2 separate regions of the Oryctolagus cuniculus genome follow, and region 2 is linked to region 1. Evidence: chromatin contacts called from public Hi-C data. All regions are on one chromosome and are shown on one strand. The core of a region is the stretch at or near the end of the contact, and the rest is flanking DNA. Distances in the headings are between cores, read along the strand shown.

Region 1 (5,622 bases), core at 1,451-3,950:
CAAGAGGTCTTGTAATTCGTGACCCAGGAGCAGGGACCAGGAGAGGTGACCCGGGCCATCCCTGGGTGGCCTGCGCTGGTGTTGAGTCACACTTTCCAATAGCAATGAAGCCGGCCCCAGCTGTCCTCAGTGGAAGGGACCACTCCTGGGTAGGGTCCCTCTAGGTGCTTCAAGCTGCGTGTGTGCGTGCACACGTGTGTGTGCATATGTGTTCTCACAGCCGAGATTTTCAACTAGCTTCTGTCATTTCCCTATTGAATATTCTTTGATCACACAAAATTTAAGCTCCTTTATCGAGATATAATTCATATTCCATGCACTCCACACCCTTGAAGTTTACATTCAATGGTGTTTAGTGCAGTCACAGAGCTGTGCGACTGTCATCACCAATTCCAAGTAATTTCATCTCCCCCAGAAGCAGCCCCACCCATACTACCGCTTAGTCACCCTTCCCCAAGTCCTCCCCAACCCCCCAGCCCGAGGTAAGCACTAACCCACTGTCTGCCTCCACAGGTCTCTTGATCACGAACATTGTGTATAAATGGAATCATCCAATAGGAGTCCTGACTTCTTTCAGCTGATCTAGTATTTCCAAGGTTCATCCGCGGTGTAGCATCTTTCAGCTCTTCATTCCTTTTTATGGCTGAATAATATTTCATTGTGTGGATATATCACATCAGTTTGTAGACACTACAGGATAATCTTAGGATAGAATCTTTGTATATTTTCTATTCTTTCTTATCAAACTCCATCATTTATTTCATACACCAAAATTGACTACAAAATTGTTAAGAATTTACCTTTGTTTACTTCTTTTTTAAAAATGATCTAATTATTTGAAAGGCAGAGTTACAGAAAGAGGGGAAGAGAGAGAGAATCTTCCATCTACTGGTTCATTCCCCAAATGGCTACAAAAGCTAGGGCTGGGCCAGGATAGAGCCAGGAGCCAGGAGCTTCACCTGGGTCTCCCATGTGGGTGCAGGGGCCCAAGAACTTGGACATCCTTTCCCAGGCACATTAGCAGGAAACTAAATCAGAAGTGAAGCTCATCCATATGGGATGCCGGTATTGTCGGTGGTGGCTTAACCTGCTACCACCACAATGCCAGCCTCTGCCTCTTAATTAATTAGTTAATTAATTGGAAAGGCAGAGTGGCAGAGAGGAAGAGAGAGAATCTTTCATCTGCTGGTTCACTCCCCAAATGCCTGCAACAGCCAGGAGCTCCATCTGGTCTGCTATGTGCTATGTGCTATGTGGGTGGCTGGAACCTAAGTACCTGTGCTCTCACCTGCTGCCTTCTAAATGCCTTAGCAGGAGACTGGATCAGAAGCGGAGACAGGACTGGTCCCAGGCACTCTCATGCGGGATGTGGGTGTCCTAAATAGTGCCTCACCCTGTTGTGCCGCAGAGCCTGCCCTTAATCATTCATGTAGATGTATGTAATGTATGTATATATACACACACACAATTTCCTTTGTGTACTCATATTTAATTGATTAATATAATATTCAAATAAATTACAATAAGACTATTGTCACTTGTCTGGGGACAAGTGAAACTGACTCTTGACAAACATACTGCTAAGTAAGTGGAAGCAAAATTGCATGGTGCCGTCTTCTCTCCATCTTCTAGGGGCATAGTAAATGCTATGGTTAGAACACAATGTATTTCTTCAAACTTCTCATGTGGAAACTTGACCCCCAAGGCAGGGGTATGAAACTGTGGCACCCAGGGGACATTTACAAAAGGGCCCAGAGAGAGCGTTCACTGTTTTTTTGCTCTTCTGCCATGTGAGGGCTCAGCAGCAAGGCACCATCCTGTAGGTCAGGGCTGAGAAACCACTTTTCTGCCATGGGCCACTTGGAGGTTTCTAACATCATTCACGGGCCGCACAAAACTCTCAGCCTAAACACTAGCCTGCTGTAGGTCCTGCCTGCAGTTGCCCTGCAGGGCCAGACCAAATGATCTTGCAGGCTTTATATGGTGTCTGGCTGGACGTCCCCACTCCTGCTGTAGGCAAAGAGCAGATGGCCAGACACCAGATCTCTTGTCTCCTTGATCTTAGACTTCTCAGCTCTGGAACTGCGAGAAATAAACTGCTATGATTTACAAACCACTCAGGCTAAGATACTTGGTTAGAATAGCAGGAACAGGCCAAGGCATCATGATTAACGTGCTAGGCTAAGGAGAGACAGGGACAGAAGCGTGGTTTCCACTTGGGACAGCAGAGTCTAGTTGACTGGATTTTCTTCGTTGTACATCAGATTCTCTGAGTGACGGGAACTTGACCGATGAGTGCGTGGATCCCGGAGAAGAATCGACAGGGTGCTGCTGGCAGCTCTGTTCAACCCAATGGGCTGTGCCCGGGACCCGGAGGCAGCAAGCTGGGGAAAAGGGAAGCTGAGAGGGATGAGGGATTCAATCAAGCGATGCGGGCTGTGCCCCTTCCTCCTCAGAGGTTATATTTGTTCAGCTTTTTTCCCAAAGCAAGCTTAACGCTGGGGATGGGGAGCAGTAACTCAGCTTTAAGCCCGCTGGACTCTGTCCAGCCTCTTCTTCAAAACACAGCTTCTCTCCCCGGGGTGAGGCTGGGAGTGGCTGAGTGTGTGTCTCTGCTCCGTCTGCCAGGTGGCTTGGCGGCCTTGGCCTCACAGAACACAATGTGCTCCTGTGGGAACAAGAGGCGGATGATCATGACTCACAGATGAGCAGAGTTGACCCCCACCCCAACTGTCCCATTTTATAGGTGAGGGGATGGAGGCCTAGATAAGAGGGTGTAGCTTCTCAGCCACTTGACCACTGTACCCAGCACGATCAGCAAACATAGACGTGATGCTATCTGTAAGCTCCCAACCCCCAATTCTCTGCCTGGGTCGCTGGATGAGAAACAATGGGAGCAGAGTGACCAGCGAAGTGCTGACAAGGCAGCTGGGGAACGGCAGAGTCACTCGTTGCTGAGTGGGGAAGGATCTTCAATGGCCGTGTTAACCCCAAGCTTCCATTCTGTAGTGAGGACACGAGAGCGCAGAGCAGTTTAGTAACAGAATCGCCAGAATCCTGAGCCAGGATAAGCAAGCACATGTTAAAACTGCTAGCAATTCATCAGCTGCCATAGACAGTACCCAGGCTGCTAAGAGCTCCACACTGACTGACTGAGTCGGTTTTATTTTTATTTATTTTTATGTTTATTTATCTTATTTAATTGGGAGGGAGAGGAAGAAGAGAACGGTGAGAGAGAGAGAGATCCCATCCAACTACTGGGTCACTCTCAAAATGCCCACAACAGCCAAGGAGCTGAAGTCAGGAGCTGGAAACATTGTCTGGGTCTCCCATATGGGTGACTGGAACCCAAGCACTTGGGCCATCACCCGCTGCCTCCCAATGTCTGCAATGGCAGGAAGCTGGGGTCAGGGGCTGGAGGCTGAAGTCAAGCCCAGGCACTCCACTGTGGGGTGTGGGCATCCTAACAGACACCTTAACTGTGAAGTCAAAGCCTGCCCTTGAGTTAGTTTGGTCTCATGAGTCTCTATCTTTAGTGCCTGGCACAGCTATCCAGTAGGTTCTTCTTCTTCTTCTTTCTTCTTCTTCTTTTTTTTTTTTTTTTGACAGGAGAGTGGACAGTGAGAGGGAGACAGAGAGAAAGGTCCTCCTTTACTGTTGGTTCACCCTCCAATGGCCGCTGGGGCCGGCGCACCACACAGATCCGAAGCCAGGAGCCAGGTGCTTCTCCTGGTCTCCCATGGGGTGCAGGGCCCAAGCACTTGGGCCATCCTCCACTGCACTCCCGGGCCACAGCAGAGAGCTGGACTGGAAGAGGAGCAACCAGGACAGAATCTGGCGCCCCAACTGGGACTAGAACCCGGTGTGCCGGGGCCGCAGGCGGAGGATTAGCCTAATGAGCCGCAACGCCTCTTGTGGGTTCTTAAGAAGTGTCCTTTGGGGCTGGTGCTGTGGTATAGTGGGTTAATGCCCCAGCCTGAAGCACCGGCATCCCATATGGGCGCTGGTCCGAAACCCGGCTGCTCCACTTCCAATCCAGCTCTCTGCTGTGGCCTGGGAAAGCAGTAGAAGATGGCCCAAGTCCCTGGGCCCCTGCACCCACGTGGGAGACCCGGAGGAAGCTCCTGGCTCCTGGCTTCAGATCGGCACAGCTCCGGCTGTTGCAGCCGATTGGGGAGTGAACCATTGGATGGAAGACATCTCCCTCTGTCTCTCTCCCTCTCTCTCTCTCTCTCTCTGCCTCTCCTCTCTCTGTGTAACTCAGACTTTCAAATGGCTAAATAAATAAATCTTTAAAAAAAAAAGAGAGAGAGAGAGAAGTGTTTTTTAAGTGAATTTTGAAGCTTATCATTCAAGTTAACATAGTATAAGATTTAGCATTCCAGAAGGAGATAAAGGCAGTCAAGACCACAGCCAGCTGAAGGGGCAAGAAACACTTGAGGTGAGCCTGGGAGAGTGGCTGGGATGTTGAGGACTGGGCTGTGGGAGTACTGTGCTCTTGCAGAGGGAACAGCGAGCATGTAAAAGATGCAGAGGCTGGTGAGCCTGGAGTCCGGGGTGCTTTGGATATCCGACTGGCAGCACTGTGGCGTAGGAGCAGAGGACTGGCTTTGATGGCCTCGCCACTGAGGGCTCACAGCTCTGTCCTGAACCCTTCAGGAGGTCCTGGGGAAACCAGGCAAAGACATAAATGACCCATTCTTAGGAACCAGACATCACAGGAAGTCAAGCTTCAGTTCAGACACAGGAATTTTTCCCACTTTTTCCAAATGCCCTGACTCTAAAGAGGTCAGGAAAATACAGAGGACCATCTTTCTTGGGAAATATTTTCAGCTCATCGAAGCTGTCAGGGAGATAAGCAGCCTTCTGAAGCTCCAGGCCTGGCTGGCTCAGCAAGTGCAAGGACCATGACGAGCCCGCGGCTGGAGGGCAGTGTTCACGGAACACTCTCCATTCTGCAGGAAGGTTCAGGCTCAGTTCAAACTCAGGACTGAGGCTGGGGCCAAGGTCGATTTTATCAGCACCTCTTTGCTCTAAGACTTCAAAAAAAAGGTTGTATTTTTCTTATGATGCCGATGGAGGAAGCAATAATGGCCGTGCAAAGAGCGTCTACTAAAGCGGTCTAGCAGGCACTCGCCTACACGTTCAGAGAGTGCTCTCAGGGAGCTAAGCAGGAGGCGAGGCAGGAGGGAAGATAGTGGGGAAGGGGGGAATGTTGATGTCTGACTTCTCTGAGAATTTTCCTTCCAATGCACAGTGTAATAAAACAACCTGAATTCAAATTCAAATATTTAGGAGACCCTTGGAGTCTGTCCAGTGTCTTTCCCAAAGGAAATCTGGAACCAGCAAACTTTCCATCAGCTGCCAGGAGCATTTCTGGGGTGGCTTTGCCTAAAGCCTGGGGTGTCCCAGATGTTCTCTCGAGGGAGCTTCTGGCTTCCGGTGTCTATTGATCACGCTCTGCGTATCGAGCACTGTTCTGATAGAGGCCTTCGGGGACAGCTGCCGTTTGCAGGGTTCAGGGTCAATGCCTTTCTGCTGAGCATGGCACAGAACCCCTCCAGCTTGCCATTCAGGAGCCAGTGTGAGAGACTGCTACAGGCTCCCTCCCGCTTGCTATCA
Region 2 (5,622 bases), core at 1,902-4,401, 130 kb after region 1:
TAGAAGGAAAGCCCCTGAGGGCAGGGGACCAGGTCTGCACCGGGCAGTGGAGCAAGCCAGCTCACTCAGGCCAGCTGCCTCAGGACCTTTGTCTGCCCGAGGTCCTCGCCAATCCTCTGCCACCCTAAGATCTAATTGGAAAGCTTGGTCAGGCAAGCACACCTATCATTCCAGCCTAGTAACTTCTCCAACCGTTCAGGGCTTCCAAGAAGTATACGAAAAGTACTACAGAAAGTCTGTAGAAAACAGAATTAAAAGATGTGTTTATTTTGATGCAAAAAATTTTTTGCAATCCGTGCATAGTTTCTTCATCAAATACATTTTTTTATAAATTTTTTTGAAAACACCTCATATCATACAGGAGGAACCTTTGGTAACTGCCAAGCATGACTGTACTGAAAGAAGCAAAACACATGTGTAAAGCTAGGGAATCGGATTAGCAATCAATGTCTGTGCAGCAAAAACCAGCAGTGAAATCATTGTGCTTTCAATGGTGTCAGACAGCAGCCTGTGTAGAAATCATCTGATCCGCCGGGAAGAGGTTGCTGTAAAATGTGACTGACCATGGCCAGTTTTCTGCCTCCTCTTTTTGAAAACAGGAACCATGTTAGCATTTTTCAAGGCTTCAAGAATGTCACTAAGTATTTATCCCCAAACTGACACAAACACCCAACAAATTCCTCCCTGACAATCTTGTCAATTTGCAAAATATTTAATTTCTCAACATCAAAGACACCTCTTGTGTCACAATCGAACAGTAAGCATATTTTTCTTATCAAATGGCTGTTCCTTTTGACTATGACCTTGTCTAAACAAGATAAGAGTCGGAGAACTCAGAGGGCTTCCATAGCCTTGGAAACTCATAACTGGAGCATAGGGAGATTACTGATGCCATAGACAGGAGTGTCAATTTGTAAAGTCAACAACAGGAGTCACTGTGCACTTACTCCTCATGTAGGATCTCTGTCCTTAATGTGCTGTACATTGAGATTTAATGCTATAACAAGTACTCAAACAGTATTTTTCACTTTGTGTTTCTATGTGGGTGCAAACTGTTGAAATCTTTACTTAATGTATACTAAATGGATCTTCTGTATATAAAGATAATTGAAAATGAATCTTGATAAGAATGGAAGGGGAGAGGGAGTGGGAAAGGGGAGGGTTGCGGGTGAGAGGGAAGTAATTGGGGGGGAGCCAATGTAATCCATAAGCTGTACTTTGGAAATCTATATTCATTAAATAAAAGTTAAAAAAAAAAAAAAGGCTGTTCCTGGTAGTGCAAAGAACCCCACAAAATTTCAAGCCAGTCAGAGACTCCAAATGGAATTACTCTGCAGAGGCAGCCCGAGTCCTTGGGTCCTATACTACAGATGGTTATTATTTCATTATCTCAGCAATGTAAGCTTCTCTTTCAGCTATCTTCAGCCCCAAGGAGCAAAGAATCACACCCCAGGCAGGGCTGAAGATCTGTTAGGGAAAATGACTCAGGCCAGAGGGGGCAAGAAGAGGGGTTGCACCACTCAGTTTTGCAAACGTATACTTTGTGGGTTTTTGAGCTAGGAGAGAACTGAGAGAGGAAACCAGCCAGCCAGGTTTCCCCTGCATGGACGGAAGGACGGCAAGGGCTGGCCCTGGATGTGCTATTTCAGGTCAGGCAAAGGCAGAACATAAAAACTGTGCCAACTTTTGTTTCTTTTAAGAGGAATGCAACCCTAAGGCCCAGCAGCCTATGTGGAGATGTGGATACAGCATGCGGGTAGTTCAAAAAGTTTGTAGAAAATGGAATTCAAAAGAAAATTTTATTTGGGTGCAAGATCCTTTTGGAAATCTGTGCATAGTGCTCCCCAGCCCCCCACCCCTCCACCCCCCGCCCCCGCTTATTTCCATGAAGTGTTTGAAGACCCCTGGTACGCACTAAAAGTGTCAATTCACTTCCCGGGAGGATGAGACAGAAAACCCATCATCTTCTCGCCCTGAAAACTCTGCAGTGATGTCGCCCACACAACAAATGAATTGGGCGAGGCTTTGCCAGGGCAGCGCGCGGTGCACTGCACAGGTGAGCGCGGACATTCCACGCGTGACCACTTCACAGCAAGCCCACAAGGGGAAGCCAGGGAGTAATTCCGCAAACCTCTGGCTTAGCGCGCGCGGTGGGGAAGTCTGATGACATTTCTGAATTTCCTTTTCGGCCTTTCCGCACTCGGGTGGAACTCATTCAGTCCCACGGATGTCTTCTCCAGTGTGAGAACCATCCTTTCTGGAACCGCAGGGCCGCAGATGTCACGCTGGAATCCTCCCAGGGGCAAAGTGCCAGCTGGGAGACGGCTCCTCCTCGGACCGAGGGATGCCGGGGCCAAGTGACCTTCAGACCCGTGGGCCCTGGGTCGTTCGGGTCCACACCGGCGGCGGGCACCCAGGTCGGCACGACGCGGCTGGCGCCGAGCGCCCTGTAAGGTAGACAAACCAGGTGCCCTAGCCCCTCGGGGTGCAAAAGAAAGCCGCAGACGGGAGGGGCCCTGCTCACAGGCAAGCCGCTGCCGGGCTGTGGCTCCCAACCCTGGCCCGGGAGCAAACGGCCCGGGAAATGCCCCGGAGCGGAGCCCAGCGTCCAGGCTCCAGGTGGCGAGCGCCGCGCTCCCGCCGGCCCCGCAGCCCTTTATCCCCCTGTGGAAGGGGCGCCCCTTCCCTGCAACTCACGAGCTCCTTCTTCCCCGTAGGCCTGCCGGCCGCCCAGGCTGAGCGTCGCGGGCCTCCCTGGCCTGGGGGCCCCGGGCACAAGGGGCCTTCGGGGGCCGAGCCTCACAGCACCTGGGCCCGCCTGCAGCCGACAGCAACTTGGCGCGCGGCGGTGCGGTTGAATCAGCGTTGAATCACCCCTTGCAGGGTCTGGGAGTTTCCTACGAGGCAGAGGAGGCGGGGCAGGGGTGTGGACTCGCGCGGGCCGCCCACCGCGACGGTAGTGACCGCCGGGGGGCGGGGAGGCCGGAGCAGGGGCGGAGGCGGGGGCGGCTCGGGGCGGGTCGTGGCTCTCGGCGTCGCGCGCGGCCCTTTAAAGCTCGCCCCGCACGGGCTCCAGCAGAACCGTAGATCCCTGGCTGCCTCTGGTCGCTTGCAGCCCACCCTCCGCAGACTCCCAGGCTCGGCAGAATCCATCCGCACTCCTTGTGGGCCTTTGGACATGGCGCCCCCGACCCGGCTCCAGATCCCGCGTCCCGGGACCGCTGTTCCTTATACGGTGCTGCTCGGCTGGTTGCTTGCCCAGGTGGCCCGCGCCGCAGGTGAGTGGCCCCCACCGGCGGAAGCCCGGGACGCGCTGCCCGCGGGACGGAGGAGACGGTTCTGGGTGGCCGCGGGCTCGCCCTGGCTCCGGGGGCTCGGCCGCGGGTTTGAATGAACTTGGGCCTCGCGGTGCGCAGGTGGGAGCTGCGCGGGAGGTGGCTGGAGCCCCAGCGCCGCTGCCCCTTCTGCTGGAGCGCGGTTGCTTAAGTCTCCTGTTGACTCCTGCTTTGGGGCTAGAACTTTCCACCGAGTTGTAACCTTGGGGGTGGAGGGATGGACATGGGCCGGCATCTGCACGGGTCGCTTGCCTTAGTTTGGGTTTTAACTATTTCATTCCATGTGCATCTCCCCTAATGAAGAGGGGCCCCGGTCTGTGCTTGGTCGTTGTGGATTTAGATTTGGGTAGAGCTGGTGCTGTTGTAAAATGAGGCGTGAACAGGAGCAGGCACCATGTCGTGCACCCCCTATATGCCCAGTACTTGTTCAGGGCGGGGGTAGGGGGACACACAGGAAGCTTCTGAGTGTTGGAAAAAGGTCTTCATGATAAAACATTCCTAATCGAAAAATGCCGCGGGGACAGGGCCATAAAACCACCTTGGTATCTGGGTGTTTCAGTGTAGAGGTGGTGTAGACAGACTCGGTTTTCCCATGTAGCCCTTCGCCACGTGTGCGATTCGCCCTTGTCTGCAACTCGGTGAAACCCCCTCCTACTTGGTCTTCCCTGCTGAGTTGAACCTAAGCCTTGCTTTTCCCCAGCTGGGTCCCAGACACCCTGGATGGCTCCTGGCCGGTGCAAGGCTTTCCCCAGGGACACTTTCAAACAAGGGGTTCAAGAGCCGTGGATTACAGGCTGGATGTTGATTTTTTTTTTTTCCTCTTGATAATTCAGTAGGGGAGCTTTTGCGGTTGAAAACAATTATGTGCAGTGTATGGTGATGGGAGGATGGGAAAGTGAGACCCGTGTGCTGGGAAGCGCATGTAATAATAGCGGTCCCTGTGTTGTTCAGACACTACAGGTAGAGCATATAATCTAACTTGGAAGTCAACGAATTTCAAGACAATTCTGGAGTGGGAACCCAAATCCATCGATCATGTCTACACAGTTCAGATAAGGTAAGCCATGTACCAAAAAAGAGATTTGAAGGTTTACGGTGTTTCTACTCTCCTGTGCTGAGTACAGATATCTTTAACACTGATTATTGGGTAAGATCATTAAGAGATGAGAAAGCAGGGCCGGCGCCGTGGCTCACTTGGCTAATCCTCCACCTGCAGCGCCAGCATCCCATATGGGCACTGGGTTCTAGTCCCGGTTGCTCCTCTTCCAGTCCAGCTCTCTGCTGTGGCCTGGAAAAGCAGTGGAGGATGGCCCAAGAGCTTGGGAGACCAGGAAGAAGCACCTGGCTCCTGGCTTTGGATCGGAGTAGCTCCGGCTGTGGTGGCCATTTGGGGGTGAACCAATGGAAGGAAGACCTTTCTCTCTGTCTCCCTCTCTCTCACTGTCTAACTCTGTCAAAGAAATTAAAAAAAGAGAGAGAAAGAGAGATGAGAAAGCAAAGGGCCGATGTGGAGGTCTGCTGGCCAGCATCTCGCTTTACCAAGCCTGCAGCATTTTCGGACCTGAAACTGATATATAACATTTCAATTTTTTGGTTTTGCTAAATGATTGGAAAATTTGTGGGTTGGGTACAAGCTGAGGGAGGTGAGCCTAATCTTGAGCAGGCCTGGGGGGGTGTGGTGCTGCACTTCAGGGTCAGTGACTATGAAGCTGCAACACAGGTGCCTCTTACCTTTGTTAGCCATCTAGACTGAGAACTGCATCTAAGGAAAGAGGTGGGGAGGAATTCCAGCGCATACATTGCCCTGCAGCGCTGTTTGATTCATGCATCCTTGGGCTATGTGAATCAAAATTCGGTTGCATACATGAGCTTGGAGGAGACCACATTCCTGACTCATGGAGCCGGGTAGAAATGGTTGCAGAAGTAATTGCCTTGTGCGCACAGGGCCCCTGGGGGCTCCACATCTCCGACTGACAGCTCTTTCCCTCTCCCCTCGCTGGTGAGCAGTATACTCAGCCTCAGTGTGCAGGGTGCGCCACACGTTTTCCTTGGTGGTTTTCACCATCTGCTTGGCAAGCTTTTGGTCTCTGAAATATCCTAGGAGGCTTGGTAGCGAGCTTACAAAATAGAGGAGAAATGATTTGCACGCTCGTTGTGTGAAGACACGAAGGTATTGCTGGCAGAAAATGAAATGTGTCTTGCTGCTTTAGCTTGTGCCAAACCTTTTACAGAATTAAGAGTGCAACTCGTGGGTTCGGAGTGGGCTATTATTAGGTGGATGTTCTTG

Evidence for each region. Hi-C and Micro-C count contacts between places; a contact is called where the count stands out from the background.
Region 2: a Hi-C map of an unstated tissue shows a contact between it and region 1, with 1.6 times the contacts expected there. The contact joins the promoter of F3 here to the enhancer-like site in region 1. A contact is called at or near these places in 2 of 6 Hi-C or Micro-C datasets (liver and an unstated tissue).

What each region holds. Positions count from the first base shown.
Region 1 is chr7:76,027,416-76,033,037 of mOryCun1.1, forward strand. No RefSeq gene overlaps it. Among named protein-coding and RNA genes, the nearest start is that of F3, 130 kb to the right of the region's middle. Within about 2 kb of position 2,701, at least 2 of the 8 cell types and tissues checked have an H3K27ac peak or open chromatin away from gene starts, as enhancers often do.
Region 2 is chr7:76,152,546-76,158,167 of mOryCun1.1, forward strand. It overlaps F3 (coagulation factor III, tissue factor), which reads left to right and starts at 3,152. Exons shown (of 6, transcript NM_001082291.1): 1 at 3,152-3,278; 2 at 4,287-4,392. The coding sequence starts at 3,179. LOC138850597 (a long non-coding RNA gene) reads right to left here and starts at 2,876. Exons shown (of 2, transcript XR_011390566.1): 1 at 2,698-2,876; 2 at 2,211-2,447.